2 separate regions of the Ovis aries genome follow, and region 2 is linked to region 1. Evidence: chromatin contacts called from public Hi-C data. All regions are on one chromosome and are shown on one strand. Each heading gives the region's core, a stretch centred on a gene start, on an enhancer-like site or on the middle of the called end of the contact. The rest is flanking DNA. Distances are from core to core; before and after follow the strand shown.

Region 1 (5,680 bases), core at 2,163-4,662:
CATATACTGACTATATCCTATGTATAAGACACTGGATAAAGTATAATCTTGTCCTCAAGGTGCTCATGCATAATATATTTGATATATATGTGTTTAAAATACTATATAGGAAAACAAATTTCTACAGGCCAAGAGTATACCAAACAAGATGCTACAGGATTCTTCGTAACTTTATACCATAATAAAGATTAAGCAACAAGAAACAAAAAACTATAAGTTTATTTGCAAAATAATCCAGAACAGACGACACAATTTAAAAGTTTTACTATAAAAATAATTAATGAAAAAATAAAAATTAAAAAAAAATTAAATTAAATTAAATAAAAAAATAAATTTGTATAGAGAAGGAAAAAAAATAATTAATGATTCATTATAACAATAGTTCTGCTTCAATTACTATCAATTTCATTTCAGGGAATAATAGTACAGTACTGAACATTGCCTAACTCTGTTGCCATTTGGCAGAGGTTCTTGACTTTGCAATATCTTCTTAAACGTTACACAAACTGTATTTATACTTACGTGGATTTCCTAATAAGCAATACATGATCCTAGTAAAGATAGCAAACTATCTCCAAGTCTATCCTATCAATTCTCAAGAAGTATAAAAACACATGTTTTAGAAATAAAGATGAAGGTACCATTTAAACAAAACTCTTAGCATCATGCCTTCCTATAAACTCTCTCAATCAGACATTTTAAAAATCAATACCTAAAAAAAAAAAATACCTAAGTTCCTATGTTATTTCCTTACATTTTGTTCATTCACTCCTCTTTCCTCCGATCTGATGTTTGAAGATTACGAAAGCAAAGTTATTTTATGTATAGTTGTTTTCAAAACCTTTTTTATCTGCACTTAATGAATGTTTGTTAATAGTACTGAACTTAGCCCAGTGATTTACTGAACTTGGCCCAATGGATTGCTTAGCCCAGTGATCACGAAAATAGGGACCATGACATTAAATACTGTAGTAATATATTAGTGTTGTATTCAGTTAGTTTTACACTCTGGCACAATAATAGCACTTAAAAGCATCATTTTAAAAATATGTTTCTTGTGAAAGATAATTCATATAATGCAGAAAGATAAGTGAAAAGTCAAAGTCTCCCTTTTCAAGCCTTTCCACAAAAAAAAAAAAAAATCTGAATAATGGCCTTAAACTTCCCAACATTTGTCAAAGACATAAAATTACAAGTTCAAAAAGCTCTGCAAAATCCTGAACAGCATAAACATGAAGAAAACCATACCAAGACAGGTCATAATCAAACCACACAGAGAAAAATCTTGACAAAGTTCAGAAAAATGACAAGCCAAATATCAAAGAACTCCAGTGACTTTTCAGCTAAGTGGCAAGACTCCAAATGAGTGCAAAAGAGAGAACACTAGTACAACGAAACAGTTTTTTTTTTAAGCAGTAAATATTTACCCACTTTTTAAATAAGAGAAATCGTTTTACATGTGAATACAGTGGTTCTTTTCCTTCACATGAAAAGTTTTCAGAAAGTAGACTTTATGAGTATGCGACCCCAGGCATCTCTATCCTAGATTTTATTTTACCATACCCAAATTCGCAGTCATTAAGTGACGAGATTTTTCAACAATACAAACTGCTTAAGATCTCGATACTATATCTGTTTCAGGCTTGAAAGATCAGCAGGCAGTTAATTCACATCCGATACCTCCCTTCAACTGCATGCAGAAATCAAGGAAGAAAATAAGTAGGTTAAATAAGCAAGACCAGAAGCAGAAAGACTGTTCAAGGAGGTGAGATTCAGAAAACTGGGGCCTCGGGCCTCTGCAGGAGGCTTCTTCAGCGGGGCCCAAGTGCACGTACCATTTTTCGGCAAACTCTGTATCACCTTCACAGCAGCCTCAAACCGGGTTTCGTGCACGGATTTCGTGTCCGCCATCTCCAGCCGCCAGCGCCGGCCCCGGTCCCAAGGTCTGTCGCCTGGAATCAGGCAGCAGCAGCAGCACCAGCTTTCCCAGGAGCCTGCATGAAACTGAAACATGGAACGCAGCCGCGGATCAACATTCCCGAAGGGAGGAGGACTCCAAAGCGCAGCTGGTCAGCTCCCCGTGGCCCTGCCCTCTCCAGGCCACACCGTCCGAGATGGCCCGGCTCCTTCCTCCTCCCCGGGGCGTGACCTACGCTGGGGAGGCCGGGCCACCCGGACGGAAAAATAACTCACCGAGAGGAAGAGCATCTCTAGCAGAAGGCGGAGGGGCCCAGGGCACCGGTGGTCGCGGTGCAGCCGTCCCACCCACAGGACCCTGGCGGGGCAGCCACACCCCCCATCCCGGCGAGGTCTGTCTGTCCGTCCGCGACCTCCAGGCAGCCCCGCCCCAGAGCTTTGGGGGTGGGTGCGGGGGACCCACTCTCTGCTGCCGCCGCGCAGCAAACTCCACCCACCCGCCCGGCGGCTGCGGCGGTGACGCGCGCTGTCCGTCCCTCCCCAGAGGAGTTGGCCCGGAGAAGGCTGAAAAGGAAAGGAGGGAAAGTGGATCGCCGGAGGGCCCTGGGATCGCTGTTTGAACAGGCCTGAGCGAAGTGTCCTTGCTAGCGCGACCGCCGCCGGGGTGCACCGCGGGGAGAAGGGGGATTCAAGGGTGGGGGGGGGGGCGGTGCGCTGCGGGACAAAAAAAAATGACTGGTCCCCAGCGTCTTAGGTTAAGGTTTGGAGAAAGGTGATGGGGCTTAAGCAAAGTGCTTTATATCCAGAGAGGCTTGGTGCGAACCTTGAGTTCTGCCATTTAAAGTTCTGTGGCCGACCTAGGGGCAAGTCACTTCGCCTCTCCCGATGGCAATCTTCCTAACACCGGTAGAGGAAAGGATTTAGGGATGTTGGGTGGAGGTGCTTAGCAGTGCTTGGCTCACAGGCCTTCGACAGCTTTAGCCGCCCCGACACAAGGACGTCCGAGCAACAACCAAAGGAGAGGGGAGGTCGCCCGCTACTTAGACGGGGCGGGGAAGGAAGAACACCTTCCCCGGCATCACCCCCCCCCGACTTCGAGCCCCAAGGAGCCGGGCACAGTACCGCTCCAGCCCGCGCTAACGGAAGACAGGGCGTGGGTCAGGGACGAACGAGGACCCAGTAGAGGCGCGACGGCCCTAGAAAAGGGTAGACCCCGGGCCTTCGCCTTCCTAGCGCATCGAACCGCATCGTCAGGCACCTAGGAAGCGCCCCCAGGCCCACAGTGGAAGAGCTGCTTTGGGTTCTGGGGGGTGGAGTCCTGGGGCCCGGAAGCCCCAAAGTCGCCAAGGTCCCTCTGTCAGTTCGGGATGGGTTAGGAGGGTGACTATTCCAAATCTACTCTTCCCCTGGAGCCGCAGTGCCAGCCTTTACCTTGATTCTGCGGGGGTAAGGCCTGTCCGTTAAGGTCCCCGATGCCCGCCCCTCGCTGTCCCCCCGCCCACCCCACGGGCTTGTGGGAAATGTGGTCCCCTCTCCCGGCACTTCCGGACACCTCCCTCCCCCTGGCGGGAGCTACTCCCACCGTTTCCGGTTCGGTTTCTCGGTGCTGTAGACCCTGGAGCCGTTGGGCCGGAAATCCCGCTATCCTATGCTCCTTCCAGAAACACCACATCCGCTTCCATCCGAAGGGAATCGACCATCTGTGGTGTTTTTCGGAGGAAAACATTGCAGGCGGATTCTTTGCCACTGAGCCACTGTGGAACCACTATGCTGCTACTGCTGCTGCTAAGTCACTTCAGTCATGTCCGACACTGTGCAACCCCAGAGACGGCAGCCCACCAGGCTCCCCTGACCCTGGGATTCTCTAGGCAAGAACACTGGAGTGGGTTGCCATTTCCTTCTCCAATGCGTGAAAGTAAGAACTGAAAGTGAAGTCGCCCAGTCGTGTCCGACTCTTAGCGACCCCATGGACTGCAGCCTACCAGGCTCCTCCGTCCATGGGATTTTCCAGGCAAGAGTACTGGAGTAGGGTGCCATGGAACCCCTATATAATCCTATAATTCTACTTAAAATGTATTGCATGGAACACTAATGCTTTTTAGTACTTTCAGTATAGTGACTAATATGAAGCATTCTTTTTTTTTATATAGATACTGACATACAACAATCTATTAGTTCCAGGTTCACAGCATTATGATTTTATCTTTGTATACGTTATAAAATGATTACTGCAGTAAATAAAGCATTCTTGATCATGTCTTTCTACTGATATTTAATTAATATTTAATTAAGACTGGGCCTACTTCTTATACATGACCATAAGTAAGGTAAAATAGTACATTTAAGATTTTTAAGAAACGTAAAGGAGTAAATATTAAAATAAGTTAAAAAGGATTCTCCTAGATGCTCTTTCCTTTACAATTATAGGGAAGCCGCTGGTGGCTCAGATCGTAAATTGGCCAGCCTGCAATGCAAGAGACCCAGGTTCAATTCCTCGGTCAGAAAGACCCCCCTGAAGAAGAGAATGGCAACTCACTCCAGTGTTCTTCCCTGGAGATTTCCATGGATAGAGGAGCATGCAGGCTACAGTCCATGGGGTCACCAAGAGGTGGCTAACACTTAACTTGCAAATATTTTAAAAGTCCTTACTAGGAGAAGGAAATGGCAACCCACTCCAGTATTCTTGCCTGGAAAAGTCTATGGCCAGAGGAGCCTGGCAGGCTGTAGTCCATGACGTTACATGACTGAGCATGCATGTAAGAGGAAGATGGAGGGAGATGGGTTGGTAGCAATAAACTGGTAGAACTAAAAAAAAAAAAAAAAGAACCTTTCTTCTAAATGAAAATATTATATTTGTGTGCAGACCTGTCTGGGAAGTACACTCGGTCTTTTACCAAAGAAAATTAAATGATGTGACAGCCATATGTCATCATTACCACCAGTGTTCACATTGATCCTTTTGGCTTAGCTGGAGCAGTGATTGTATCATCTGGCAGGGAAGACTAGACCGGCGGGCAGGCTGCTGGCTTGTCAGAGTGTGATCTGTTCTGTTGCCGTGGAATTGTTGTAGCAATGACTCAGATGGCAGATTAAAACCCTTGAGCTCAAAAAAAAAAAATAAAAAAATAAAAATAAATAAAAATAAAAGTCCTTACTGTCATGTAATGTAATTGACACTGAAGTTACAGAGCATTTTTAAGGTACTCAGTCTAGTGTGGTAAACAGACATGTCAATTATATGCAGTAAAACTGAAAGAAAAAAAACCTAAAACAGTACATTGTATATGATAAGCAGCAAGTTTGTTCATATAATGGGACCATAGATATGAGGGAAGGTGAGTCGCAGCACTGGAAAGCGATGACTGGAAAGGTGAAAGCGATGATCGAGGCCAACTTGAAGGTCACATCTGCCATGCAAAGGACTTTGTACTTTGTTTTGAACCCACAAAGACCATTTTTGTATCAGTTGCAGTTTGATTCCATTGGTGGCTCAGAGGGTAAAGAATCCACTGGCAATGTGGGAAGTGAAGAGGAACTAAAAAGCCTCTTAATGAAAGGGAAAGAGGAGAGTGAAAAAGTTGGCTTAAAGCTCAACATTCAGAAAACGAAGATCATGGCATTTGGTCCCATCGCTTCATGGGAAATAGATGGGGAAACAGTGGAAACAGTGTCAGACTTTATTTTTTGGGGCTCCAAATTCCTGCAGATGGTAACTGCAGCCATGAAATTAAAAGACGCTTACTCCTTGGAAGGAAAGTTATGA
Region 2 (4,989 bases), core at 858-3,357, 120 kb after region 1:
TGGGAGAGGCCGACCACAGAGGCAGCCCAGGCCACAGCCCACTCCACACCACAGCCTAGTGCCACGTCTGCGACACACACCCCAGTGTGCATGGCAGCAGTCTTACACAGCCAAGACACGGAAGCAACCCAAGTGCCCAGCAATAGAAAACTGGCTTAAGAAGGTGTGTGTACACACACACACACACACACAGGAATATCGTCACAAAAAGGAACGGAATACTGCTATTTGCAGCACTATGGATGGAACTTGAGAATACTATACTAAGCAACGTAAGTCAGAGAAAAATAATATTATATGACATCACTGATATGTGAAATCTAAAAAATAATAAGAATGAATCACTGAATACAAACCAGAAACAGAGTCATAGCAAACAAACTTATGTTTCCCACTGCGTGCAGGGATAAATTAGGAATATGGGATTAACAGACAGAAACTACTGTAAGCAAACAGATAAACAACAAGGATTTACTACACAGCACAGAGAATTATATTCAATACCTTATAATAACCTATAGTGGAAATAATCATATATCTGTCTATATATATATATCACTGAATCACTTTCCTATATGCCTAAAATACAACTATGCTGCTGCTGCTAAGTCGCTTCAGTTGTGTCCGACCCTGTGCAACCCCAGAGACGGCAGTCCACCAGGCTCCCCCGTCCCTGGGATTCTCCAGGCAAGAACACTGGAGTGGGTTGCCATTTCCTTCTCCAATGCATGAAAGGGAAAAGTGAAAGTGAAGTCGCTCAGTCATGTCCGACTCTTAGCGACCCCACGGTCTGCAGCCTACCAGGCTCCTCCATCCAGGGGATTTTCCAGGCAAGAGTACTAGAGTGGGGTCCCATTGCCTTCTCCAAAAATACAACTATATTTCAAATTAAAAAAAAAAAAAAAGATTCTTGACAACTAAATGCAACATGAGATCCTAGTATAGATCCTGGGCCAGAAAACAATGTTCCCATTTGTTCTAACAATATTATGAGAACTATTAACATTTGAATAAGGACTATGTGTAGATTAGATAAGAATATCATAATTAAAAAATGGGCGTTCTACAGCTATGACCCACAAACCAAGGTTCTGGGGCGGCCCTCTGTAGCTTTGACAATAAGGCACCAGGAAGACAGTCCACTGATTGCAGGCCACATGCCGCACAGAGAGAACAGAAATTCAGGAGGAAAAAAACGAGAAGATGAATGAATACATGAAACTGCAGGCTTATCATACCCAGCTCTGGGTTCAAATCTCCGCTCAGCTACTGTCTGACTGGAAAACACTGGGTGGGCCACCAGACCCCTCTGGCCTCATTCCCATGAGGTTTTCTGGGGAACAAGGCACAGCGTTCACTGGTAAACTACACAATATATTTTGCGTAACTATGTACAGAAACAAAGAGCCAATCACCTTTTAAGGTTACTTCTATTTTAACGTCAGTCAGTGTCCCAAAACAATCCTCAACAGCCCTCTCTTAGATTTAATACCATTTTCCACTAAACGGTCCTTAGGACAATGAACTGTAAGCCGTGAGGTTTCCATCAAATTGCCATGACATCCTGAACTTCATTATTCCTAATGATTCTGATGTTTAAATTCTTACCCCTTCTTTTTGGTGTCTCTAATTTGCTTTGCATCTGTTCTCTCAGAGCCCACGTGTCTGCGTTTTAAATACCAAAATCACATAAAAACAGCAGTTTTGAATATATAACACCTCTGGAACATCTCTCCCCATAGGCACTTATATATAGAAACTTTTATTCAGGGAGCTCACACTAGCATTCTGCTTTATTATTCTAACAGCTCTGGAGCTCAGGAATAAATCACAAGAAAAGTGGGCAGTTCAGGGCTGATGGCAGCCTGCTTCCTGGTGGACAGCCTGAGACATTTCATTTTTAATGAGGGTCGAGCCCTGTTAACTTGCAGGCCCACTTGTACTTGCCCACCTGTGAGGGACGAGGTCCTCTTTATGAACGAATACACGCGAGAGCCTGGCTTTGGCTTCCTAAGTAGAGGACAGCGAATGCAGTCCCTCCCCGATGGCGTGGCTCACTGAGCGCATGCTCCCGTTCTGGCTCTGGGGCAGCAAGGGTTGCTGCCCTGTGGAATGTCCACTCTGCGGACAATGACCCTCAGTGTTTCAGAGCCAGCTGCCCCACTGACGGCCGTGCTTCTCTCTGCAGCCTCAGGCCTGTGAAGATTTCCCCGTCACCTAACACACTAGTGAGCCTGGGCCTCCCGCTTCATGGAGACATTGGCCATCAAGGGTATGATGAGCAATGAAACATCAATGTTCTTAAGATTAATTAAGATTGAAGGCCACCATTTTAAATCTTTTTTTTGTTGTTTTAAATTTAGCATTCTCAAGCCTATCCTATTTTTGTCTCTCTTTTTTTAGAAAACCACACTCACAATTTCTGGGAAATTAAGAAAAAAATGCTCTTTCAATAAAAAGACAAAAATGGCTGAGATTGTGGCCATCGTGTTCTACATAATTCACATTCCTCTGGGTTTCAACTGGGTCTTTTTAGGAAAAAATGTTGTCCTCATTCTTTTTTGGCTCAATTACAATTACACATTTCTTGACACTTTTCCAGACACATTACTGGCAAGGGGCTTCTTCACCTGAGAGGTCTGAGAAAAAGCTCTCTGCAACTGTGATTATGTTACACAGTGTATCATGAACTGGCACTTGCCCCTTAGGAGTCTCCCCTTCTTGCTGCTTTAATCACAGGACTCTTACTTGGCCCAGTTTTCTTCCTGTGTATCTGCTAGGCTGAAAGACGGTCAGATGAATAATTCTAGGCAGAGAACTGTCTCTCATTCATGGGCTAGCACTGAATGATTAAAGACAACATTGATTTTTCAAAAAAGGAAATTATGTGAAGAGTGGAGGGAAGGCCACTGAGAAAGCAATGGGTACAGAAAAGTTATGGTTCAGCCTCAGCTTATACTCAGAAGCAGAAGGGCTTTTTTATTTCCAGATAACTGGGAGGGATTTATTACTCATAGAAGAGGATACAGAACACTGGTATAATCTATTAGTTGGATATTTTCACCCAGGTCAATATTTTAGAACACAGCATAGCACTTTATAACTTTTTACACGTAAAATGTACAAAACAGTGTGTGGTAACCATGAGGGAGACCATTTATGATTAGTTGTTCAAAATGTTGCACCCATTTGGAAATCAGATTGGGGAATATATTAGAAGGCTTGTTTTGATTCAACTCCTAGGAGGAGAGATGAAAGTTGATGCCTAAACAGCAAAAATGAAAACCATAGCAGAAGTTCTCTGCTGTCTGGGGATGCAATTCTTTTCTCAGTTACTCTTGGGATTTCGGTCACTATTGTAAGATTTTTCCAGTGCAACTTTTTCTATGAGAATTAGCCCAAGAAAGAGCCAGGAGGCTTTTTTTTTTTAACTTGGAAAGAAACAGAACGTACATACTGCTTTACAGCTGTTGGCGATCAGACTTGCAGTCTTCTTGAAAGTCTTTTCAAGGTAGTGCGCAAATCTTTCATTTTCGTTTTCTTTTGACCCGAGCTGAAGAAATTCACCTGCAAAGAAGGAAAGTGGTCAGGTGAGGGGTTTTGTTTTTTGGGCTTTTTTGCGGGGGGAGGGCTGGTAAAATACTAAGAATGAACAAAGAAGAAAAGTCAGAATTAACCTACCACGCACCAAATCTTCAATCACTTGGGTTAAAATAGATATAACAGTTGTATTTCCAACTCGCGCCAGAGCTATTGATGCTGCAGAAAGAATTAAGTCGCCAGCAAGGACAGCCTAGAAAAGAAGAAAAACCTTCAGAGAGAAGTGTCCCAGGAGAGAAGTCCAGAATGGGAGGGAGGCAGGGCTCACCCTGGGTCTGTTTTCCCTCTTCCTTGGCGGGATTATTTTACACATCTGGGACCCTGTTTGGAATCTCTGGGCTCTCAGAGATTATCCAGCCGGTCTCTCTAGTTGAGAGCTGAAGAAATGAACGCCTGGAGATGGGAAGTGCCTGACCCCCTGGCTTCATCCTTGGCCACCGCAAAATGCATCCCACTGCCTTCATTTAGTTCTGGACTGTTCGTTCTCCCCTCACACCGTGTGGCTGCGCCTCTGCACTTACTGTTTCTTCTGCTCAAAAAGCCCCTCCCCTTCACCTGGCGACTCATGTGCAGGGTTAGCTCCGGCGGTACCTGCAGGAGGTCCACTGAGACCCCTCGGTCTGACCTGTGAGCACAGCGCCCCTTGGGTACTGCTCTCTTCCCACTTTCTTCCTGTTTGCCAAACCCCTAAGGGCACAGACTGTGACTCGCCCAGCTAGTACCTGGCACACACCATGGCCCCACACATGCTTTGCTCAGTGAAAACTAAACCAAGGAACCCGGGCTCCTAGTTCAAAGCCCTCAGTGCACTATTACACAGCCTCTCATTCCAGAACAAAATATGTTTTTCACTGAACACGCATCGATATTTTTTCAATCTTCTTTAGATGATCAGTTAAACCTTTGCACTGTGTTTGCAACTAATTATAAATCATATGATTGAATTATATGCTATAATCAAGTATACTAATTTGCATACTTAAAGACATGCATAAGCGTTAAAGAGTAGTTATAAATGATAGAGTTCATGGAAATTTTAATCCCTAGACTATGCAACATGACCACATTTTCAGTCCTTATTTCACACCGAATGTGGGACCTAAGTTCCTCAACTAGGGACTGAACCCATGGCCCCTGCAGTGGAAGCGTGGAGTCTTACCTGCTGGACCACCAGAGAAGTTCCAAGTGTTCACTGTCTATTAGTTCTCTGGCATTTAAAAATTAGTGATGTTCAGTTTGTTTACCAACTAAACATCATTTTATACAACATACACTGTATGAGGGATCCTGACATAACTGTAAATACACACTGATAAAGTCACTGTACACATCACGACTTACAGGCACACACACATCCGCCTCCACCCTACAGCTCGAGCAGCTGAAGGC

The links. Hi-C and Micro-C count contacts between places; a contact is called where the count stands out from the background.
Region 2: a Hi-C map of hypothalamus shows a contact between it and region 1, with 3 times the contacts expected there. The contact joins the enhancer-like site here to the promoter of ACBD5 in region 1. A contact is called at or near these places in 2 of 16 Hi-C or Micro-C datasets (hypothalamus and liver).

Annotation. Positions count from the first base shown.
Region 1 is chr13:17,139,286-17,144,965 of ARS-UI_Ramb_v3.0, forward strand. ACBD5 (acyl-CoA binding domain containing 5) reads right to left here and starts at 3,413. Exons shown (of 14, transcript XM_060397252.1): 1 at 3,349-3,413; 2 at 1,836-2,004. The coding sequence starts at 1,911.
Region 2 is chr13:17,262,019-17,267,007 of ARS-UI_Ramb_v3.0, forward strand. It overlaps PDSS1 (decaprenyl diphosphate synthase subunit 1), which reads right to left. Exons shown (of 11, transcript XM_004014207.5): 6 at 3,682-3,793; 7 at 3,458-3,567. Among named protein-coding and RNA genes, the nearest start is that of PDSS1, 25 kb to the right of the region's middle. Within about 2 kb of position 2,108, at least 10 of the 54 cell types and tissues checked have an H3K27ac peak or open chromatin away from gene starts, as enhancers often do. A contact at or near this core is called in hypothalamus, where this site is marked.